Linked DNA regions of Mus musculus: region 2 is linked to region 1. The links are chromatin contacts, called in public promoter capture Hi-C maps. All regions are on one chromosome and are shown on one strand. Each heading gives the region's core, a stretch centred on a gene start, on an enhancer-like site or on the middle of the called end of the contact. The rest is flanking DNA. Distances are from core to core; before and after follow the strand shown.

The links. Promoter capture Hi-C pulls out the DNA fragments that hold promoters and counts their contacts.
Region 2: a promoter capture Hi-C map of cranial neural crest shows a contact between it and region 1. The contact joins the promoter of Ppt1 here to the promoter of Cited4 in region 1. A contact is called at or near these places in 2 of 39 promoter capture datasets (cranial neural crest and liver).

The regions. Positions count from the first base shown.
Region 1 is chr4:120,664,322-120,669,405 of GRCm38.p6, forward strand. Cited4 (Cbp/p300-interacting transactivator, with Glu/Asp-rich carboxy-terminal domain, 4) reads left to right here and starts at 2,242. Exons shown (of 1, transcript NM_019563.2): 1 at 2,242-3,499. The coding sequence starts at 2,482. The coding sequence ends at 3,030.
Region 2 is chr4:122,834,093-122,839,176 of GRCm38.p6, forward strand. It overlaps Ppt1 (palmitoyl-protein thioesterase 1), which reads left to right and starts at 2,135. Exons shown (of 9, transcript NM_008917.3): 1 at 2,135-2,287. The coding sequence starts at 2,164.

The sequences.
Region 1 (5,084 bases), core at 992-3,491:
ACATCTGGGTCCTTTCGATAAAATCTTGCTAGTGTATGCAATGGTGTCAGCGTTTGGAAGCTGATTATGGGGTGGATCCCTGGACACCTCAGCTTTTTATGTGGATGTTGGGAATCCAAACTCAAGCCCCCAAGTTTGTATAGCAAGCCCTTGATGGAAGTAGGCTCCTCCACCGTCTCCCAGTGAATTGTTAGTTGTCAGTTAATGCACCAAACGCGCTAAAGAACTTCAAAAATCTTATTTTAAATTTTGATTTGTGTATGTTTGTGTGAGATGTGTATGTGGGTACCCACAAAAGTAAAAAGAAGCTATTGGATCATCTGAAGCTGGCATTAAAGGTGGTTGTGAGCTGCCCAGTATGAACAGTGGGAACCAAACTCAGGCCATCTGGAGGAACAGCAAGCTCTCTTAAGTGGTGAGCCATTTCTCCAGCCCCAGATTAGATAACTTTTTAAAGCATTATTCACACACACACACACACACACACACACACACACACTTTTTTCTAAAAGCAAAACTGTCTTGTGATGTAACCACTGCCAAACGATGGTGTCCTTAGACCAGCTATGTCAGGGTGATTTTTTTTAAAAACATAGTCTTATGATTCCAAACCACCCACAGTCTAAGCACTAGGAAGGCTGAACGACAATAATATCAGCTTCAAGACCAGCCTGGGTTACACAGCAAGGCTCTGCCTAAAACAAACAAACAAACAAACAAACAAACATCTCAGTGTTAACCTTCTGAGTCAGAAGGTTAGGGTTCCCCCTAACAGTCAGGTTTAAGAATTTCTGTGTGGAGCCCTATCTGGAGAAAAAGAGATAGCCCAAGGCTTTCATTATACTAGACTAGGACCACCAACTTCCTTTCACAGCAGAAAGCAGAGGCCCTATGGAATCAAGTGATGCCCCCCCAGCCCCCACCCAACGCCCCTGCAGGTGGCAGAGCTATGATTAGAACTTGGGCCTCTGAACTCGGCTGCTAAACTTCTCCCCTCTACACCAGCTAGATAAACCAAAGTTCCAGGAAGGCCAGAGGCTGCTGCAGGGGGGAGGGGAGCCTGAGGAGGGGAAAGCCAACATGTGTAAGTCAGGCTCCAGGAAACCGTCCCCGGCATGCCTGTGGCTCAAAGAGCTTGTTGCATATAGGAATGACTATTTGCATACAGCCTCTGCACAGCCTCATTTTCCTTTGGTGCCTTAGTCTTCTTATCTGCAAAATAGGGCTAAAAATTCATACCCTACCCCAGAAAGGCACTTGTAGAATGTAGAGCACTCTAAAGCTCCAAGTTAGGATTATTGTGATTCAAAGAAGCTTTGGAAATCCCCCATTGGGTGATCATTAGAGCCAGCCTTATAGCCAACCTTTCACTAGATTAAAGAACATTTAATACATATGTATGTGCCAGGCACTATGGAGGGCTCTATACACACACACACACACACACACACACACACACACACACACACAGAGCCTCAGCTAACTTTCACCATAGGCGCTTGTGGTCTCTGCTACTCTGGCCAGCATCCTACGGAGGAGAAAGCCGCAGTTTGGTGAATGAGCTGCAATTCACGCCATCATTTGCTCATTCATTCCACTTTTACAGAAAGCCAGCTCTGAACCAGGCTGCGGGCCAAATGCTGAGGGTAAGAAGATGAACAAGTCCTTCAGGAGACATGCCCATAAATTACTTTAATAACAACTCAGGACAAGCTTCAACAGACAGCACAGTGTGAACCAGAGAGAAGGAGCAATTGGCTCCCTGGGGATTGTAGGAACAGAGAGCTGACCTCTTCAAAGGACATTGCACTTCGCTGAAGTGCAATACAAAGTTCCGGGTTTGAATCTTAAAGGCTTTATTTACTGTGTGTTTCCAGGAAATCTCTCCTGCCTCTGAGGCTCAGTCCGAAAAAATAGTAAATTGAGTGACGCCAAGATCCTGAAACTACAGGAACTGGCCCTCTCACCTCATCTGGCAAATTCAAGCTACTCCCATACCCCCTCTTAACCAGTACCTCGAAGGCCTGACCAAGCCCCAGAAAAATGTCAACCACCCAGCCCTACCAAAGTGCCTGCATCCTGGGACGCCCTTGCAGGCCCAAAGGGCGGAGCTCTGGTAGGGGGCGGGACCAATACCTTCTTGGACAGGTTCACGACCCGCCCAGAAGGGATTCATCCAGCCAATGACAGAGAGTGGGCGTGGCGTTCCCGCCTCTTGGTATAAAAAATCTCCGGACTTCAAGGCACTGCGCGAAAGCCTGGGAACCCTTGGGCTGTCTGTTTCTTTTGCGGCCTGCAACTACTGCTGTGGGCAGCGCAGAAGAGAGGAGATCCGGGAGACCCGGGTGAGACAGTGAACGAATCCGATTTATTCTTCCTCTGCCTGGTTGAGTTGCAGGGACTGCACAGTGCCCGGGTCTCCCGCCCAAGAGGAGCCGCTGGCCGAGACCCGGGGCGTGCCCTGACTGTCCGCCAGCTGCTATGGCCGACCACCTGATGCTCGCCGAGGGCTACTGCCTGCTACAGGTGCCGCCGCACACCCACGGCCCGCACGCTCCCCGGACTCTGCAGCCATACGCAGGCCCGGGCATGGACAGCGGTCTGCGGCCGCGGGGGGCTCCGCTGGGACCGCCGCCGCCACCCGGGACCCTGGCATACGGCTCCTTCGGGTCGCCGGTCTCTTTCCAGCCCTTCCCCGTCTCGCAGTCGCCGGGCGCCGGTAGCACGCACCTGCAGTCTGCAGCCACACCGTCCCCGGGCCGCATCCCGGCGCCCCCGGCAGCCGCTGGAGGGCCCTCACCTCTGCAGCCGGCGCCCGGAGCCGCAGCCTCGTTGCCGCCGCCGCCGCCGCCACCCGCCCTGGGCTGCATGGACACCGAGCTCATCGACGAAGAGGCGCTGACGTCGCTGGAACTCGAGCTCGGGTTGCACCGCGTACGCGAGCTGCCGGAGCTCTTCCTCGGCCAGAGCGAGTTCGATTGCTTCTCAGACCTGGGGTCAGCGCCGGCCGCCGGCTCGGTGAGCTGTTGAGAGCCACCACCCAGAGACACGGGACCTTGCGCCCGGTGGCCCGGCTCCCACACACCCTCCGTGAGGGTGGAGGCGCCTGGTTTTCGTGCCGAGACGGCTCCAGCCGAGAACACCTGCCTTGCCTCCAGGCTCTGCCTCCTGCCAGATGACAGTTGGGTCTCGCTTCTCATACCCAAGCCTCAGCGGTCTAATGGAGGGAACTGAACCAGCCTTCGGATTCCACGTTCTTGGATTCTGTGCCCTCTTTCCGCCGCCTTGCCCCAATCTGAGCCATTACAGGCCTCTGCCTGACCTTCCTTCTCGAGCAGCCTACTAACCGGATTGGGTCTAGGGAGCCATCTCTCCGTACCCCCTACCTTCCCTGGGCCCCTGGCCCGGGGGAGGGAAGGATTTTACACCTAACCCCTGCAGAGTGGAGCCATGCTCCCGCTGGCCTCTAAAACCAAAATAAAACTGGGTTGCTTTACAATTTTGAGTTTCCATTTCCTTTTCATCCCCACCCTCAAGTACCTGTAACTTGCAAAAAGTCTGAGGCTGTTAGAGTCCCAAAGTGAAACTGAGGCTCGCAACCTCAACAGCCCAAAGGACAAGAGACCTGATAGTTTCTTTTGAAAATGTCTTGAGAGTTGTGCAATTGTCATGACATAACCTGAGGGGTCCAGGCTGCTGCCTGGCCAGTTAACAGCTTAATCCGTTTGATTTCCTAGCCACTAGGACTCCAGGAACTGGGGGGGGGGGGTCCCCTGAAGATCCAGGCAGCCCTAGCTTTGAACAGAGACTATCTCACTTGCCCACGACACTGCCCTTTTGGTTTCTTTGGAAGGATATGGTTGTGATACTTTTATAGCGGTGTGTGTGTGTGTGTGTGTGTGTGTGTGTGTGTTGATAGAGACTGAACCATACATACTTCACACATACTTCATACTTCATCCATGTAATGACTATAGCACACTGTCAGACTCTTAGTCACCTCCGGAAACTATAGAGATGTTTGTTCTGAGCGTTGGTGCATAAGGAATCATAGGGACAGACCTGGAAACAGACTGTTCTTGGAACATGGAAGGGACTTGTCCAGAAAACAGGTGGAATAGGTTCAGCTAGTTGGGGTGGAGGTCATTTCAGCTTCAGGGAGGTACATTTGATGGGATCAACAATATGGAATGACAACTGTCTTGAGGAACAGGACAGGCCTTGACTAAAGGGAGGGCCGTATACCAGTTCGTGGACTCTGGGAAAGGACAAGGAGCATCTGGAACAGACTGGGAAGATCTAATGGTTTCATGGCAACTTTATGTGACCAGCTCAGTCCTCATTCCACAGACAAGGGGTGTGGCGCCAGCCCAAGCCTGGCAAGATTTGACCTTCAAGTCCAGATCTCTAGTGCACCCTCTGCTGTCAACTCTGGAAAGATCCCCTACTGTGTGGGAGAAAGGCTGGAAGACAGGCTGAAGGCCAGGAGAAAGAGACCTAGTCAGACAGGCTTCCATAATGCCAGGGACAGGCAGCGGTGCATTCTCTAGGAGACAGTAAATTCCAGAGACTAGAGAGCAAGGTCATTGCACTGAGCCCTTTGTCTCCACATCATTGGCCTTTGCTCTAGTGACCAGTGCTCCTGCATGTGACCCCAGCAGCTGTGAGTTATCCCAGGGTATACTGTGAGGGCACCAGCTCTAACACCTGCAACATGGGCGAGAGTGGGTGATAGGAAGTGTTCTGTAGATGAATGAAGCTCTACTCTTAGATCCCAGGGCCTTCTGGGACAGATGGAAAGAGTCCTCTGGACAGACCTTTGAGCTAAGAGTGCTCTGTGTTTGCTCCAGCATTGCCCAGGCTCGCCGGACCAGAATTCAATTGGAAAGGTTTGGCCCTGGGCTAGACACTACCTTGACTGCCTTTTCTGCGGGCCTTGGTTTCTCCACCAATAAAAAGAGGCTAAAGTTTTTGCTCTGTTACTTTACAAGGCAATTACCCTCTCTGTAAGTGAGGAAGCAGCTCAGGATGAATTAATAAGTGGGTAGTTTAACTACCAAGTAGGAGGGAATGCAAGACCACCG
Region 2 (5,084 bases), core at 885-3,384, 2.2 Mb after region 1:
AATTGTTTTTCCTTCTATTCCATAGGTCTTTGGAGTATGGTGTGGTTGCAAATAGTAAGGAGAAAAAGGTTGCTTTCCCCATGTTTGCCACTGCAACTTCTTGCTGCTGAAGCAGTTTATGTGCAATTTTCAATGTGTACATATATCACTATATTCTGATTTTAGAAGTTATTTCCATAGACTGTATGGTGAAAAATAACTGTAATTCTAGCAAGGAGGCAGAGGCAGGACAGCTGCCCCAAGTTGGAAAGAGAGAGACAGAGACATACAGAGAGAGAGAGAGAGAGAGAGAGAGAGAGAGAGAGAGAGAGAGCCAGCAAGCCAGCCTTGCTATGTATCCTTGAATCCTTGCTATAAAAACACAAATCATACAGCAATGTATAAAGTAAAGAATGAGCTGAGTATGGTGGCCAAAGCCTATAATCCCAGCACTTTCGAGGCAGGGACAGGAAAAGCAAGAGTTCAGTCATTCGAAGCTACATAGAAAATTCCAGGCCAACTTGGGCTACTGAGACCTATCTGGTTTCTTTCTCCATCCCTCTCACCTCATATCTGAGACAAAGGCTCCCACTGAACCTGGAACCTGGCGATCTGATTAGACTGTGGCCCGGCAGCCAGCAAAACCCAGGGATCCCCTTGTCTTTGCCTCCTCCACACTGGGATTGCACTTCCCTACACCTGCGGGTGTGGCCATCCAACTCAGATTCTACGCTGAAGCAGCAAGCACTTTAAAGACAGAGCTGTCTTCCTGGCCCCGGGCCTATTTTTGCTTTCCTTTGTTTTTACTCTGATTTATTTGTTTACATTGTGTGTTTATGAGTCTCTATGGGGACATGTGACTGTCGGTGTATAGAGCTCAGAAGACAGCTTGCACAACTTGTTTTTTTTAACCTCAAGCTATCATAGTTCTCAAGAGGAAAGGATCAGGAATGGCTTAGTGGCCATTGTTTTATCCAGCTGAACAATCTAGCTGGCCCAACGCTTATCAGACTGTGCACTGTATAATGCATCCTAATCCTGTATTTTAATTGGCTTTCCAATTACTAAGTAACTGCTGGTTTCAGTGGGGTGGTACAGAAGGGTTTCATGTGGGTGCACAACCGGTTATTCTTCTAGATTTTTCATATGTCGCTCTCTACAAGACTACTTCATCCTTTATAAAGCCGGTGTCAGAGAGTCCCACTGTACCGTGAATACACCCTATTTAACAGATTCCTTTAAACATTTTTAATGCTTTTTTAGGGGAAAAAATGTTTGACACTGTCATTGAGGTGCCGAGGCTGCACTGAGGGAATCTAGAAAAGATGTGGGAGCATAGACAGGAGCCTCTGGGCTATAATAAACCAGAGTGGAGCTTGGATAGGACGTAGCTATGTTTCCCATCTTCCTAGTACATGAAATACCTGAGAGTCCATGACAGCCTGGAAGTCTTATTACATCTTTAATAAGATACTTTTTTCCCTCTTCAGGAGTCCAAACTTCCTCCTCCCTAATTACATCTTTAGCTTTTGAAACCCCATCTTAGCTTTACGATCCAAACCAAACCTCACCATGATATAACTTGCCCTGGATGAAAATCAAGTCTCCCTTCCCCAGTCCCGACACTGAGCCTTTTCTTCCAAGGGCTATAAGTACTATGGCACTGTGCTGAAGAGTTTTCTGCCTCCGCCTCCGAGGACCTTACCTAATTTCTCACACATGTGCTAAAATAAAAACAGTCTCCTAGGGGGAAAGCACCTGCAGCCAAGCCTGATGGATGACCTCAGTTCAATCCCTCTGACCGCTCCTGCAAGCGGTTCTCTGGCCTCCACACATGCGCTGTAGAACGCGAGCCGTACACATATGAAACGCCCACACATAGAATTAAAATTACGTGCAAATGACATAATTGTTAGCGAATAAACAGCTCTTTTCTGCTAATACACAGCTGAAAGAGAAGGCAAAGTTCCGTAGGGGGAAGGGGGAATTGTCACCTAGGCGTCCTTGGGTGTAAAATGAGAGCAGTGCATAAGATCAATTAAAAGATGGAAAGCCCTTATATAGTAGAGTCTGGTGGGTGTTAAGCAATGAATAAACGTCTCTGTCAGGATGCAGAGCCCGGCAGGGGGCGTGGCCACCGGAATTACTTTGGTCCACAGTCCCCGCGGTCATGTGATTGCTAAGATGGCGTCGTCCTGTTCGCGGAGGCTGCTAGCTGCCGCTCTGCTGCCTTGGTGCTGCGCCGCCTGGGCCCTGGGGCATCTGGACCCACCTTCACCACCACCGCTGGTGATCTGGCATGGGATGGGTGAGTGGGCGTGGACGGGGGCATCCTTTTCCCCCCTCGGTTCTTAAATCTGGAAAGACGATAGGGATTCCACAGCACCCGCCTAGTCCAAGGTTTTCGGATTTGTTGCTCTGCACGGAAGGGACGACAACCAGGTGTCTTTAGTGAGTGCTCAGTGAGTATTGTGCACGGCTTGGTTTATGCTTTGTTAAAATCCTGGCAGCAGTAGCATCAGCCTGCAGTATCTCACAGTCAGTCCAGCCTGCCCCTGCAGAGCTGGACTGCACACTCAGGCTTTCATTCCTTCACATCTGAATAGAGATCTACCAGGGGCCTTCATGTCCTTTATACAGTTACCTCAGAGCACCTGCTATACCTGAGCATGAAGCATTCTCATCTTTCTGGAACTTGCTGTCCAGTGGGGGAAACGTATTATAAGGAAATACGGGAAACTTGTCAAATGGCCAGGAGTGCAGTGAAAACAGAAGATAGAGCCTCAGGTGTGAGCTTGTGCTTCTACGGAGCAAGTTAGAACAGGAAACGGGATTCACCCAAGAGTGACAACTGAGTAGAGCTTAAGAGGATGCAGCACCATGGAGGGAGCAACTGGCCAGATCCTCCCTCCCGCCCCACCCCCCCGGAGCTCCCAGGGATTGGACCACCAACTAAAGAGTACACATGGAGGGACCCATGGCTCCAGCTGCCTATGTGGCAGAGGATGGACTTGGACATCAGTAGGAGGAGAGGCCCTTGAACCTGAGAATGTTCGATGCCCCAGTGTAGGGGAATGCCAGGGAGGGAAGACAGGAGTGGGTGGGTGGGGAACACCCTCATAGAGTCAGGGGGAGGGGGGATTGGATAGGGGGGTTCCGATGGGGAGACCTGGAAAGGGGAAAACATTTAAATGTAAATAAAGAAAATATCCAATAAAAAAAATAAAAGAAGGAAAAAAGAGAAGAAAAAAAGGAGGACGAGGGAAGATGCCATAGGGACATGTGGTCACAGGAGCAGCAGGTGCAAAGGCCCTGAGCTTGGCAGACTAGCATGCAGAGCAGTGTAGCAGGAGCAGCGGGAGCAAGGGAATAAGAGGGTGGACAAGTATGCTGGGGCTTTTAAGATTAGTGTAAGGACTTGGAATTTCACTAGGAACTTGTGAGGTGGTAGAATTTACATTTGTAAAGAACTGTTCTAAGCCCTTTGTGCTAGCTAGCAACTGTAAAGAGCTAGTTTAGGAATGTAACTCCCCAGCACTCCGGAGGCAGAAGCAGGAGGAACACCCCGAGTTTGAGGCCTGCATGATCTACATGGCAAGTTCCACATCAGCCAGAGCTACATGGGAAGACCCATATAATTAAAATTAAAAATGACGTTGAAAGGATCTATTTCTGACACTAGATGTCTATGCATACCCTAAGTGATCACTGAACAAAAGCTGTGGCTATGAGCTCTGGGGAGAAGTTGTCATTAGAAGAAAAGGGATTGAGAACAGTCAGCTGAGATCACAGGGAATTCAGGTGCTTGTCAACAGAACCAACAACAGGCATTTTCTTTGGGAGCTCAGATTTAAAACTATATATATATATATACACATACATACATACATACACATACATACACATACATACACATACATACATACATATACATATATATACACATATATTTTAAAAAATCAAGTGTGTGTGTGTGTATTGTGTGTGTGTATATATATGTATATATACACACACACTGTAGTTGTCTTCAAACACACCAGAATAGGGAATCAGATTCCATTACAGATGGTTTGTGAGCCACCATGTGGTTTACTCAGGAACTCTGGAAGAGCTGTCAGTGCTCTTAACCACTGAGCCATCGCACCAGCCCCCAGGGAGCTCTGATTTATTAGCTGTGAAGATTGGTTTTCTTGAAGAGTCTTAGGGAGATTCCCTGTATAAGATTCAGCTCAATGGCCTGTTTGTCCTCAAGAGTCCCTGGCTTTGTCCTGTAGCTAAGTCAATTGTTTCTTTTTCTCTCTGGGATAAGGCGAAGAGGGATCAGGGTCAGGCTCAGTAGGGCTGTAGACAGGGAGGAGGGAGACCTTACAGGATTGTGCTTTATGGATTAAAGGCATGAGTGCCTGTCTGTCTTGTCCCACCAGTGTCCTCATTTCTGTTGTAGTTGCTGTGTTGAGAATAGATTGTAGATGTCACAGGAACTGCAAGGGGACACTGCAGACTTAAACCCAGAGATGCCTGTGACTCAGAGCTGTATAACGACAGCTGTGTGGTAACAGGAAGTGTGGTGGAAGTTTGGCATACTTCAGTGTGGCATCAAAGAATTAGATATGGCATGAGAGATGGAGGTGGCAGAGATGACTACACAGGCTTTGGCTTGGACAATTAGAAAGTGAAGTTGTTTAATGAAAATAGGGTTGCTTGGATGATGAGCATACTGGGGGGGGGGGGGGTAGTCAGAATTTTTTTAAACCAAAGTAACGCACACTGTACTTGCTGCCCTCAAGAAGCTCAAAGAGTAGGATCCCGGTCCTCAGCCAGTTGAGGTTCATAGCCAGACCCTGTCTCAAAACAAAAGAAGTAGAGGTTCTGCTTTTGGACTTAGTAACTAAAGGGTGTATTGTTATTGTTTTGGTGTATTGCTAAGTTTAATTTTTGGGTCTTTTTTATTAAAGTTTTTTGTTGTTTTTATTGTTGGGTGGTTTTTGTTTTGTTTTTTGTTTTTCTTTTTTTTGTTTTCCAAACAGGGTTTCTCTGTATAGCCCTGGCTGTCCTGGAACTCACTTTGTAGACCAGGCTGGCCTCGAACTCAGAAATCCGCCTGC